Regions from separate parts of the Mus musculus genome. Here region 1 is linked to region 2. The links are chromatin contacts, called in public HiCAR-type maps. All regions are on one chromosome and are shown on one strand. Each heading gives the region's core, a stretch centred on a gene start, on an enhancer-like site or on the middle of the called end of the contact. The rest is flanking DNA. Distances are from core to core; before and after follow the strand shown.

What was found. HiCAR-type assays count read pairs that join an accessible place to other places.
Region 1: a contact with region 2 is called in a HiCAR-type map of embryonic stem cells, with 2.5 times the contacts expected there. The contact joins the promoter of Arhgap42 here to the enhancer-like site in region 2. A contact is called at or near these places in 3 of 39 promoter capture datasets (liver and neural stem cells), 1 of 484 Hi-C or Micro-C datasets (embryonic stem cells), 1 of 115 datasets of contacts at active chromatin or transcription factors (embryonic stem cells) and 1 of 9 other capture datasets (adipose tissue).

What each region holds. Positions count from the first base shown.
Region 1 is chr9:9,236,377-9,242,680 of GRCm38.p6, forward strand. Arhgap42 (Rho GTPase activating protein 42) reads right to left here and starts at 2,651. Exons shown (of 24, transcript NM_001372563.1): 1 at 2,250-2,651. The coding sequence starts at 2,403. It overlaps Gm16833 (predicted gene, 16833), which reads left to right. Exons shown (of 4, transcript NR_045754.1): 1 at 1-75; 2 at 249-335.
Region 2 is chr9:9,025,859-9,031,927 of GRCm38.p6, forward strand. Arhgap42 (Rho GTPase activating protein 42) reads right to left here. Exons shown (of 24, transcript NM_001372563.1): 11 at 4,936-5,014; 12 at 3,565-3,604. Among named protein-coding and RNA genes, the nearest start is that of Pgr, 130 kb to the left of the region's middle. Within about 2 kb of position 1,838, at least 24 of the 459 cell types and tissues checked have an H3K27ac peak or open chromatin away from gene starts, as enhancers often do. A contact at or near this core is called in embryonic stem cells and neural stem cells, where this site is marked.

The DNA.
Region 1 (6,304 bases), core at 1,401-3,900, 210 kb after region 2:
CCAGCAGCTTAAGAGGGAGGGTGTCTAGCAGCAGTGGCCTGGCCTGAAGGATCCTCCATACGGAAGACTGTATTGGTGAGCAACAGGCAGTACTCTACTGTGACCTCAAGGACTGTTTGCTTCCCCATTTGATAGCTGATACTGGGGGGTGTGTGTGTGTGTGTGTGTGTGTGTGTGTGTGTGTGTGTGTTGGCTTGCCTGTGATCATCTGAAGTGTCTTGGGAATTTCTTCTCTCCTTCCACCACAGGTTCCGGAGTGTGAACTCAAGTGGTCAGGCTTGCATGGCATGCATGGTTACCCACCGAGCCAACTCACAAGTTCTGGGAATTCTTTGGTAAGAAATAAAACATTTCTTTCATAATGAAAGAAGTAATAAGTGCGTGTTAGTTACAAGAATGCACTGTCATGCCGGGCGTGGTGGTGCACGCCTTTAGTCCCAGCACTTGGGAGGCAGAGGCAGGCGGATTTCTGAGTTCGAGGCCAGCCTGGTCTACAAAGTGAGTTCCAGGACAGCCAGGGCTACTCAGAGAAACCCTGTCTCAAAAACCCAAAAAAAAAAAAAAAAAAAAAAAAGAATGCACTGTCATCACACAGCATTCTGGAAAGATAACAGGTTTATACATTTAAGGGCATACGGCTGGTTTCATGAGGCAGGGTCTCAATATGTCCAGCCTAGTCAGGGCCAGCCTACAGGCTGCATTTGTCTCAGGGTAGCTGTGGATGCAGAACAGTAGATCTTCAAATAACAATATCAGAAGGTTGGGCATTCCTGTTATTCTCTAGGTCTTGATACACTCACCACTTCCTCTGGTGTGCATGACAGAACAGCTCTAACAGGGCTGAGAAACACATTGCCTTTATAAAGCTAAGCTGAAGAATCCCAGGGAAGTGTGCAACAGCACCAGTGAAAAAACACACGTGTCAGGAAGTATTTCCAACGTGCGAAACACCAAATGCAGAGCACCTGAGATCCCAAGTGTAGTCAGCCTGCCTAGCATAACACACCAGGAATGGTTTAGCCTCTATGAGGAGGCATCCCTGGCGAGGAGGGTTCCCTAGTAACAACTCAAGGAACTGCAAAGAAGCATTGCACATTGTCACAAACCACAGTAAATAATCATTATCATAGTAGTCTCAAATCCCAATTAATTGACAATGGGCATTCCATCTGTGCAATTACAGCAACCCTGAACATGTCCTGGGGACTACCAGATCACCCAGAGGCCTCTCCATCCTGTAAGCGCCCTCATAAGAGGCCAGAGTCCGAAGCACTTCTCTTTTCAGAAGCTGAAGCCTTCCCAATTTTCCATGTAAGACACAAGTGGATTCTGGGAAAGGCAATGGTTAACGTTTAGCGTGTACTAAGTAATCCACTTGGTTCTCAGTATGAGAAAGCTTGAGTTGTAATAATGGAAGGGGAAGTTCTAAAGGAGAAACGAGTAAAGAATATCCTGAAGGGAGAAGTGTGGGAAAGATACTGACATCTACCAGGTCTGACTGAATGTAGACCTGAGCTCTCACCAATGACCAACACTGCACACCACACGATGCAAGCCAAAATTTAATACGAACAGAACACTCACAAGGGCTTTAAAATACACGGGTACCCTATTGGGTCCAAACAGCTTACCAATGGCCAAACTGCAGACGTGTATTTTTAAAAGGTCAAATCAATGACGAGTCATTGTTGTATGAAATTACTTTTCCTAAAGTATTATTAAATTCACTAGCTTCACTTTAACTCTCCAGACTCCCTTGTTTCCACTCTTCCCAGAGAGTTTGGCTTGCTTTGATTTGTTGTTGTTGTTGTTTGGTTTGTTTGTTTTGTTTATGAGACAGGGTCTCACTCTGTTGCCCTGACTGGCGTGGCTCTCTCCACCACCTTAAAACGAAAAATCAAAACAATTTAAAACAACAACAACAAAACCAACCCCCCACCAAAAACAACAACAACAACAACCAGGCACCGAAACTTTAGCAACAACAAACAAAAGTGAAAGTCTCTACCAACTTTTCACTGACAAGTCTCAAAAGTTGACTCTCAAGGGCTGTAGGGGAAACTTTTCCTCCCCAGTGTTGCCTGGGAAGTAAATCCGCACCACTAAGAACAGACTTTGTTGGCCACCAGCAGGGGAGCTCTTCAGCTTTTGTCCCCAATCCATTCAAACAAAAGAAGTTCGGTCTGGGGCTTCCCAACCAGGGTCCCGCACCCCATGGGGTCTTGCACACTTGGGGGCCCGTCACTCACTTCTCAGCGCCCCGATGAGCAGAGAGCCATCCTTCAGCAGCTCTTTGATGAACTTGTTGGTTCTCTCCAGCTCGATCTCGTGACACTGCAATCGCTCCCTAAAATCCGGGCTGTCCAAATACGAATCGCTGAACTCCAGAGTGGGCAGCCCCATGGCCCAGGCGCGGCGGCCGCTAGCTGCGGCGGGTGCGGGGACACTGCGAACGCGGGGGAGCGCTGGGGAGAGCGGAGGACTGGGCCCCGCGCGCCGGGCTCAGTGCAGCTGCCCCGAGGCCGGGCGGAGGCTCCGGGCGCTGTCACCGGCTCGCATCGTCGCTCGCTCGCACCGTGGGGGTGGCGAGGCTACAAGCTGTAGCGCAGAGGAGTCTTCTGACAGCGTCACTCGCTGACCCTGGGGACAGTGGCGCGCGCTTAGCTGGCGGCGCCTCACGGCGACTCGGGCCCGTAGGGAAACCCGCCCCCTGTGCGGAGCGCACGCGGGCCGGCCTGCAGCTCCCGGGCAGACCCTCCTCCACCCTCCCCGCCCCTCGCTGTCCCCGCCCGGTCCCCGCCCGGTCCCTGCGGTGCGCACTTTGCTCCCCGCACCCAGCACTGCTGTGTTGTAGCCTCACCCGATTCCTACCCGTCCCCGTCTGGGCCCACTGAGAGCGCCAGGCCCTGTGCGCCCCAAACCATCTCCAACCCCCAGCGTCCCCCTCAGGAACAGTCTGACTCCCACGTTAACCCCTGCGGGAACTACCACTTCCCAGCCGGTTCAAGTTTCACTTCAGGGTCCTGCCCATAAGTCCAAAATAGAAAGGATGTCCCGCCTGACTCCCAACCCCGCTGCATTGACCCATCAGTGAGGTGTGTTGGGTGTTATCCCTCAGTCTGTAAGAAAGGGGAATTGATTTTATTAACTCATTTCACATGTTATATACCCCTGTTTTAGTGTCTCTAATTGACACCTGGGTGGGTGGACCTACAAGTTCAGAGACTTTCATCGACTTGACCTGATCAAGCATTTCAAAGGAATCATTAATTCCTTTGGTGGTGGTGGTAGGTAATACCTGCATTCAACTGGCTGAAGCAGGAGAATTGCCAAGAGTTCAAGGCCAACATGGACTACACAGAGAAACACTGTCTCTGAGATGAATATATATATATGAATTCCTGCAAAGAGTCAATTAGCAGAGGTTGACCTAATAAATGTGCGTTCTGTTGAAACCCTGACAACAAAATAACCTACTATTTTATGTCATCCTGCACTCACCTGTAGCTTTTTTGAGAACTCCGTTACTTTTCTTAAGGATCTGTTTTTAATTTCTACATTTCCACTGCTTTGTATATTTGAACCATCTGTTTTTAAAAAAGAAAGGAAGGAAGGAAAAAAGAAACTTGTACAAATCATGGGAAAATCCACTGAAGTGCTTTACATTTTTTCCCAATTAAATTTCAGGAACCTTTAGCTGCAATTTTTTTCAGCCATACAATAACATTAAAAGTAGCATGTAAACAGCCAGGAATGGTGGTGCATGCCTTTAATCCCAGCACTCGGAAGGCAGAGGCAGGTGGATTTCTGAGTTCGAGGCCAGCCTGGTCTACAGAGTGAGTTCCAGGACAGCCAGGGCTACCCAGAAAAACCCTGTCTCGAAAAACCAAACAAACAAAACAACAAAACAAAACAAAAAGCAAAAATAGCATGTAAACTTTAAAACAGACAAAACCATGTAAACAGTATGCTTGATGACTTTTTTTAAATTCTCATTTTAAAAGCTTACATCCATATTTTTAGTACGAGTCTGCACACTTTAGAAATGTGTGATGACAGTTCTATACATTTTCTTTTTGTGATATTTATTTCTAGGGATGGGAACACACATCTGAACAGTGGAAGTCAAGGGACACTCGGCTGTAACTGGTTCCTTCCACAAGGGATAAACCAGGGATTGAACTCAGATTCTCTGGCCTAGCAGCAATCACTTTTGTCAGCTGAGCCGTCTTGCCAGCCCTCATCTTAGCTATTTTAATTTCTGAGTGTGGAGCTTGTCTGTCAGTTTCATAGATGCCTCATTTGGAAGTACAAGGGAAGGCAATAATACTGTTCATCAACTATGAAGGGGCTATAGTGAGCTAGTTGTCTTTCAAGTACTGTGATTTAACCATTTGTCACACAAACTGAAGGACAGAAAACCAGCAATGGTTAACAAATGGTATACTCACAACTTTTTTATGTAGCTGCTGTTCTAAGCACCTAAATGTTATGATCCAGTTTGAAACATTATAAAGCAAGAAAATGGCTTCTGTCTCATAACTGCCTTATAACCAATTCTGTGGATTGCTTTGATAAGCAGCTTTTAGTTGTTGGTGAGGTTTCTGCGGGAGTCTTATAGGCAGCTGTAGTCTAGATTCTAATACCTGGGTTATCATTCCCTCAAGCATAGAGGTAATCGTGTTTTAAGCTGACTATCTACACCACTGGGACCCAGGTAACATGATTTATATGAGAAGGCAGAAATATTGGAGCATCCTGCATGACCCTGAGCGCTTCTCAGGAAAGAAAATCCAGAAAATGACCAAGTATATTCGTTGCAACGGGTTGGGTATGCAGGAGCTGGGCAGGGGTGCCTACCGACCCAGGGGCTTCCACTGAAGCCCATCTGAGCAGTGATGTAAGACAGCACTGTGTGTCTACCCTTCACCCAATAGGATCGAACTGCAGTGTATTATTATGAGTGGACACTTTCCTGCACTGCTCTGTTACTGGTGACTCAGTCTGTGATTCATGCTTTAATCATACTTGTTAGTCTAGCCTTCTCCCATGCCACATTAACCCAGCTATCTGAAACATTAGAAATGGCTCAGCTTTTAAACAGATTTACTAAAAGTTTTGAACAATAATAAATGAACCAGATTCCATGCAAATGGCGGTGTTCAAAGGGTAAGCTCTCCAAATCGGCAAGTGTAAAGTCTCATCTGAAATTTCACTGCACCGAAATGGAGCCTTTCCAGAGACTTCCACTTGTGCAGTACGTGGCATTGTTGGCTGCACAGATATTACAGGCTGAACACACCCTCTGGCACTGACCTGGATATTGGCACAGTGAAATGTCTCTGTTTTCTTCATAGAGCAGTGAGGAGTGGAGCTGTGTGCTTGGATTCAAGAGTGATAGGTAGTTGAGGCGTGCAGCAGATGCAGTGCTGTGGGTCTGTCCTAAATCTTTGCCTTGATCCACATAGATGCCTCCAGAAGTGTTTCTGTGAAGGTATTATTTTGCAGTTACTGAGAACAGACATTTCTTTAAGATTAACTTTTATTTCATAACTAGGTATATAAATATATGTGTGTGTGTGTGTTTGCACATGCCATGTGTACATGTATCCTTGTAGACCAAAAGAGGTTGATGAATCTCCTGCAACTCGAGTTGTTCCACCAAACTCTGATCCTCTCCAAGAGCTGTGTGTGTCCTTAACCACTGAGCCATCTCTTTGGCCTCCTGAGAACAAACGTATGCTTGTAAGAAGCAAGTCTCCTAAGACTACAGTGATGCCTGGGGAAAGAAAATGACTAAGCTATGAGCAATTATAGACTCTTTGGCCTACATTGAAGAAAAGAGTATAGAGCATTGTCCCTGTTGACATCTCTAGAGACATCTTCTAAATACTGCCTGGTCTCGAAGGAATTCTGAGAGGAACTTTCACAGCATTCTGCTTCATTCTTATACCAGATTCTATGACTTCCAACATGAAAATGAAAAACAACAACAACAAAAAAAAGCAAACAAACAAAGCCGCAGGTATGACAGCACATGCCTTTAATCCCAGCAGTCTGGAGGCAGTATCAAGCAATCTCTGAAAGTTCAAGGACAGGGTGACATACAGAGACCATGACTCAAAAAAAAAAAAAAAAAAAGGTTAATAGTAACTTTATAAGAGCATGATTCTTTTCTTAAAATCACTCACTGTGGTAAAATATAGGAATGTATGTAAATGTTATCATCTTTATCATGCCCACCTCAGAACCTGGCAACAACTGCTCCATTTTCTGCCCCAGCCTGTGTGACTTCAGAAGCCTG
Region 2 (6,069 bases), core at 588-3,087:
GACATAGCTCAAGCATTTAGAGGGGGAAGCCTTGTGATCCTAGGAGGCAGCTGAGAATATTAAGAAATGTTCCTACAGGTTTATTGTGCTTCAATAAATCACAAGGATTAAATGCAATACACCACTGAACTGAAAAGACTGTGCACACTGTAGCTACTGTTTACATATGTTCACTGCTTTGTCCTTCATGCAGGAAGACCATATTTCTTAGAATCTTGAAGACTAGTTATCATTATAGAATCAATGCTATCCAATGCGATGGAATGAAAATGATTCTATGTCACTTCCCAGGAGACCAAGGTTATTGCAATTGGCATAAGATCAGCCTGATACAGAAGGAGGTTACTCTCTGAACTCCCAAATCACTGAGGTCCTATGTGGACATACACTATGAACCAGAAAAGAACTTTTGCTGCTGCAAGCCTCTGCGATCTGCCAATCAGTGATCAGCTGTCACCACAGCCTGGCCTGGCCTTCTCTCATTTAATTATGTGTAATTTAAGCAATTTTTGCTGTGACAACACGGACTCAAGAAAATAAATTCAAGCCAACAAAATTCATAGTCTTAATGAGAATAATATGCCCCCTTTGCATCATCTCATGTCAGCTCACATTCCCAAAGGTCTGTTGAACAATGCCTCCACTACAGTGCTTCAACATTCACTGCTATGGTGGAGAAAAGGGGGGCATATGGTTAATGTAGTTTGTCTCCAGTTGACTTGTAAAATATAGCCTTGGAAAATGTCAAATTTTAGGACATTTGTGTGATGCAAAATGAGCAATATTCTAAAGCCAGGAGAGGGTTATTATATTGCTTTCATTAGTGCTAAGAAAAATTCAACTAAAGATGTTGGTTTTAATGGCTGAAAAATAGAAACCGCTTACTCTTAATTACAGAAAAGATAGCCACGGAAAGTTTCATTAATATGTTAAATGACACCATTAAAAGGGGTGTGCATGAGCTGGGGAGATGGCATGAGGAAAGCTCTTACCATGCAAGCTTGAAGTTAAACCTGAGGAACCTACATGAGGCTAGACTTGGGAGATGAAACTGCCCTCCTAGCACTCAGACAATAGATGGGAGTCACAGAAAAGAGATCCCCTGGAAGCCCAGAGCTGGGTAGCATGGTGTGCTCAGCTGCAAACAGGAGGCCTTGTCGTTATTAAAGTAGACAGTAAGGACCAACAGAGAGGTTGTTCTCTGAGCTGCACACAATGCTATGGCAAGGGGGTCCCCATAGTTACATACACACAGATAGTGAGTGTTTCTCTTAGCTCTACTATGGCAGAAGACAAAGTATTCTTGGCATGGGGTAGAAAGAAAGGGAACTCATCTTACGTGGTAGAAACATGGAGTTCTGGATGGGGGCTATGTCTACTTCAGAACAGTCAACCAAGAAGAGCAACCGAATGCTGTTCCTTTGGTCCCCTTTCTCCACCATGCCTGAAACTGAGCAAGCTTCTTCCGTGGCTTCCTCGAGGGGTTAAGTGGATCAGCTAACCATCTATAAACTCTCTGGAGACTGTTCTGTGCCCCACCCCTACTTCTCCCTGTTTTGAGGAAGACCAGAAGAATACTGAGAGCCCACCTGCCACCAAATTCCCAGACACTGAAATCCTATAGTACTAATGGCATCTGGTCTGAAGACAAACTACTTAATAAAGTTGAGTTACTCAGTCAAAAGTTAAGTGTAAGCATTTTTTCCCTGTTGGAAACTGTTCAGGGCCAAAGCTTTTATTAAAATCCAACTAAAGTTTCCATGAGGCTGTTTAGCATCACAAAAGCTATGAATCTCGACAGAGTTCCAACAGCGGTGAGGCAAGAACTGCTTTCTGCAGCTAAAGAGGCTTTGTTCTTTCAACTTCCTCCCGACTCAAAACCCAGCTCTCCCTTCCCCCACGTGATCCTGGTGGTCTCACCGCACCTCCCTGGGGCTGCCAGGAAAAAACAATGCTTGTCTTTAATCTCTCACTCACATTTCTAATCTGGCATTCTGATTAAAACTTACAGATATCCAACGTCATGCCATATGTGTTTTTGGAGGGAAAAAGGAGACAAGAACACATTTATCTTGAGATACCCTCAGGACCTTTCTCTTCTTCCTTAAGGACCCATGTAACATGTGTAAGCTAGAACTCTCTTTGGTGGGAGTAAAACTGCATTTGACCTTTGAACATACAGAGCTTTGTCCCTGTGGGAGGGTAAAATGATGGCCCAAGCTACCTAGGACACCTGGAAAATCCCAGTGACAAACTATTCAAGCAAGGCTCAGGAGGAAGACTGTGCACTGACAGCGGCTGTTTAGAATATGAAGAGAAAGGATAATGTCTGTTTCACACTAGGAAGACCACACGCCAAGGCACACGTGAAGAAAGTCATCTAGACAATGGTTAAATGTTAAAGCCCTTCAGGAACTTTAAGAGTGTAGACCCCACACAAACATCCACTGAGATGCATGCACACACCCCCCCCACACCCCCCCCCCCCCCCCCCCGTTATCCACCCAGGAGTAAAGCAGAAAAATGTAGAAAGGACCACACAGGAGAATGTGAATTAAATACTTTGGCTTACAGAATTGCTACTTCATCTAGATCCAGGGGTGAAGGACCTGCTAAAGTCCCCCACAAAATATGCCACCTGAGGAGCAACAGGCTTAAGGTGGCAGCAGAGAACAACGGTGATACACTGATTGCCTTTTTCTTTGTTAAGGGCCAAGACAGAGGTGCTCAGCTATGACTACTAGTCAAGAAAGATGATTTTGTTTTCCTGAAAAAGGAGTTCAGATGACAGAATTATGGCATTTTCCTAGTGAGGTTCTATCTCAATGGCCCCATTTGAGGAGAAGTCCCATTCTCATTTCAACTAGGCAGCATCTGTTTAACAATAAGGATAGCTACTTTCAAAAAATAAAATAATTAATGATGTTTTACAGTCTCCAGAAGAACATATTAATTATGTCTCATAACCAAATAGACATACATTCAATATCCTGGCCAGTTTTTTCTGGGGTTCTTGTTTCATTTCTCACATGGAGGTTTGCCCTGAGAATGACCAAACTTTCCTTTTCTAATGAGTTACGCAGCTTTACTTATAGCACAGAGAGCAAGTACTGAATCAAGTGTGACAGCAAAGCAAGGGACTTCTTCCTGCTCAGACTGTAGAGGTCTTTTGGCTGCACCAGAACACCATAGCCCCATTCTCTTCTCTATGGCATAACAGCCTTGTTGAGAACACTCCGTCGTCCTTACTGTTTGTTTTCATAATACTGTGTGGAATTAGAAGTTAAGGGTTTTCCCTCAGGTTGTGTTTGAAGGGATGGACCAAGCTGAGGGGGAAAGACACCATCAAGGATCATGTTCAGAACTCACATGCTCTTTCTATGGCTTTCTTGTTTTTTCTGTCAGGAAATGTGACTGCATTAATTTATGGTTTACTCTTCAGGGCCAGTCAGAATGTAGAAAAGCTTGTTTCTCATTAAAAATTTCTGTTTCTTTAAAACTCTTAGTCCAAAATCATTGAAGTATTCATGCAAAAGCTCTAAAGGAAGAGGAAAAATGACTTACTTTCTTCTTTCTTGCTAATTATGGCGGGTAACGTGTAAATCTAGAGAAGAAAGGACATCAATTAGTTACTGCCATTTATGGCCACCCAGAATATTGGCAAGGTGATGCTTACCTAAAAACAAAAATCCAGGGACCAGGCTTGCAGTCCACCAGCTGACCAGGGCCTAGGCTGGCAGTCCACCGACTGATTCCAGGGTGTTCCCATTTGTTCAGCTTATCTACTGACCCCTGCTATGGGTATATCTTTGATGGTCCAACCTGAGCTAAGTTCTGCCCTTCTCCATCTGACTTGGGCATTTCACTCTCTTTTCCAGCTCATGCTTACAGCACCTTCTTCTGGAAGTGTCTCTCACCATGAAATTCATCTGACTTTGCTCCTTCCTCAAACTTACTTCATGTGGGCACAGTCTTGTTGGCATTGCTGACATCACAAACTACGCCTGCATCTGTTCTAGGTCAGGACTTCTTAGCTATTTGTTAAAAGTTTTTCAGAAATTTAAAATCTACTGATTGAAAGTTTTGATTTTTGATGGACTGACATTATAAAAACAACAACACAGTAGAAAAAGAAAATAACATAGAGCCAAATCCTTTTACTACTTAGTTTTGTAGGCTTGAAATCACACCTTTGTGTGCTTAGTGCTTAAAGTTTAGACTCTAATCTTTAGAGTCTAAACTGGACTCTCAGTGCCTGGCACATCTGACTGTGACCTAGGAACAGGGTTTGAGGGAGGGTCTCAGGGTCCGCAGAACATGCTAGCTAGTGCTGTTACTCAGGCATTAGCTTGGATTGTTCTTGGTCTCTGCCACCAGCAGAATCTTCTCTAGTGATGGAGTGGTATCTGTTTTTTCTATGTGCTCTCCTTCTATGACCCGAGAACAGTGTTCAGTAAGGAAGCAAAGAGCAACAAGTAGCTCCTCTCTTCCCTGCATAAAGCTCCCTGGTGTTTGTGAGTAAATTACTACACAGAGACATCAAAACGACTATTACAGACAAGATGTGCATCACATGGGGATGGCTCCCACCACAGCTCTGGTAAATTGCTGGTCTTTAAAGAGAGGCCTAGACCACAGGATGACCCCACACATATTCCTAATAAAATGAGGCAAGACATGAAACCAAATTCACGACTGTAAATGCTTTAAAGTAATTTTAGAATTGTACATTGGTCCTGGAAATCTCCCTGAAAGACAAATAACAAGTAGGAGTTACATGCTAATGACTGAGGAGACACCAGGAAAACAGGACAGGCCGTTCTCTTTGTTACTTTAATGCTTCCAGTTATATTGTATACACATAAAAAGGAAATACAGAGGTGCTTTGTAAGTTTTAAAGTGAAACAAAAATTAGATATGGCGTCACACTCTTACCGGTTCTTTCCCATCCATGGCCTCCAGCCAGAGCTTCCGGTTAGCTTCAGAGAATGCCTGTAGCGTAATGATGCCATGCCTATCAATAGACAGACACTATACATGTGACATTTATTCTACTGTGCCTTGGCTAATTTTCTACAGCATTTGTTAATTTTCATGTCCTTGATTAATTAATTATAAAGTCATAATTTGGAAAGAAAAGATTAGAAGAATGAAGAAAATGGAAAAAGAAAACTTGAAGGTTTGTTTTACAGCCCTTTTCAGGAAAAGTCATGCATGACACTCACACATGTCACTCACACATGACAGACACTCACACATGACACACATGACACTCACACCCATACGTGCACTCACACGCATGCATACACACATATACTCTCAAACACATACCTGCTCACATACATACGTGGAAACCCAGATACTCATACACATCTACACATGTGGACACCCATAGACAGACACACATATACACACTTACAAGCACACACATGCGCACACACTTTTTAAATTTAAATGATGACAGATAAGTCATGAATGTATTGAGTACAGGGTTATCTGAAGGAATTAATTCAAAGTTTCCCCCGAAAAGGTCAAAAAGATGGCAAATGCATATCCACTGTTACTCAGTCACCTGCTATTCAACAGAGAGTGATTAAGCTCATGAGCCTGACATGGGACCAGTCAGTCACTAACAATGACTTAGCTCACAACTAGCCAATGGTCCATAGCGTTTTTCTGCACCGTGATCACAGTATTAAAATGAAGTCCCCAAAATAATTCTCACGCCAGGCATGCTGTGTATGTCTGCACTGGTAGGCTGAGACCAGAGAATCACAAGCCCAAGGCCAGCATGGCTTACACAATGAGTCTGAGTCCAGACTTGGACTACAAAATAAGATCCTGTCTCGACAATGTCCCCAAATTTCTTCCATGCAGTCACTGTGAAAAATTACTTAAGGATATATTTCCAGATAAAAGAAGGCACCAAATAAAGGGGAGTTGAGGGTGATATAAAACTTATAGATTAGCTCATGTACAAGAATTGATATAAACCCATAATTCCCCTGCAAAACACTGGGAACTTTCACTACTTATATGAAATGATTAAAAAGCTGGAATAGCCGGGCG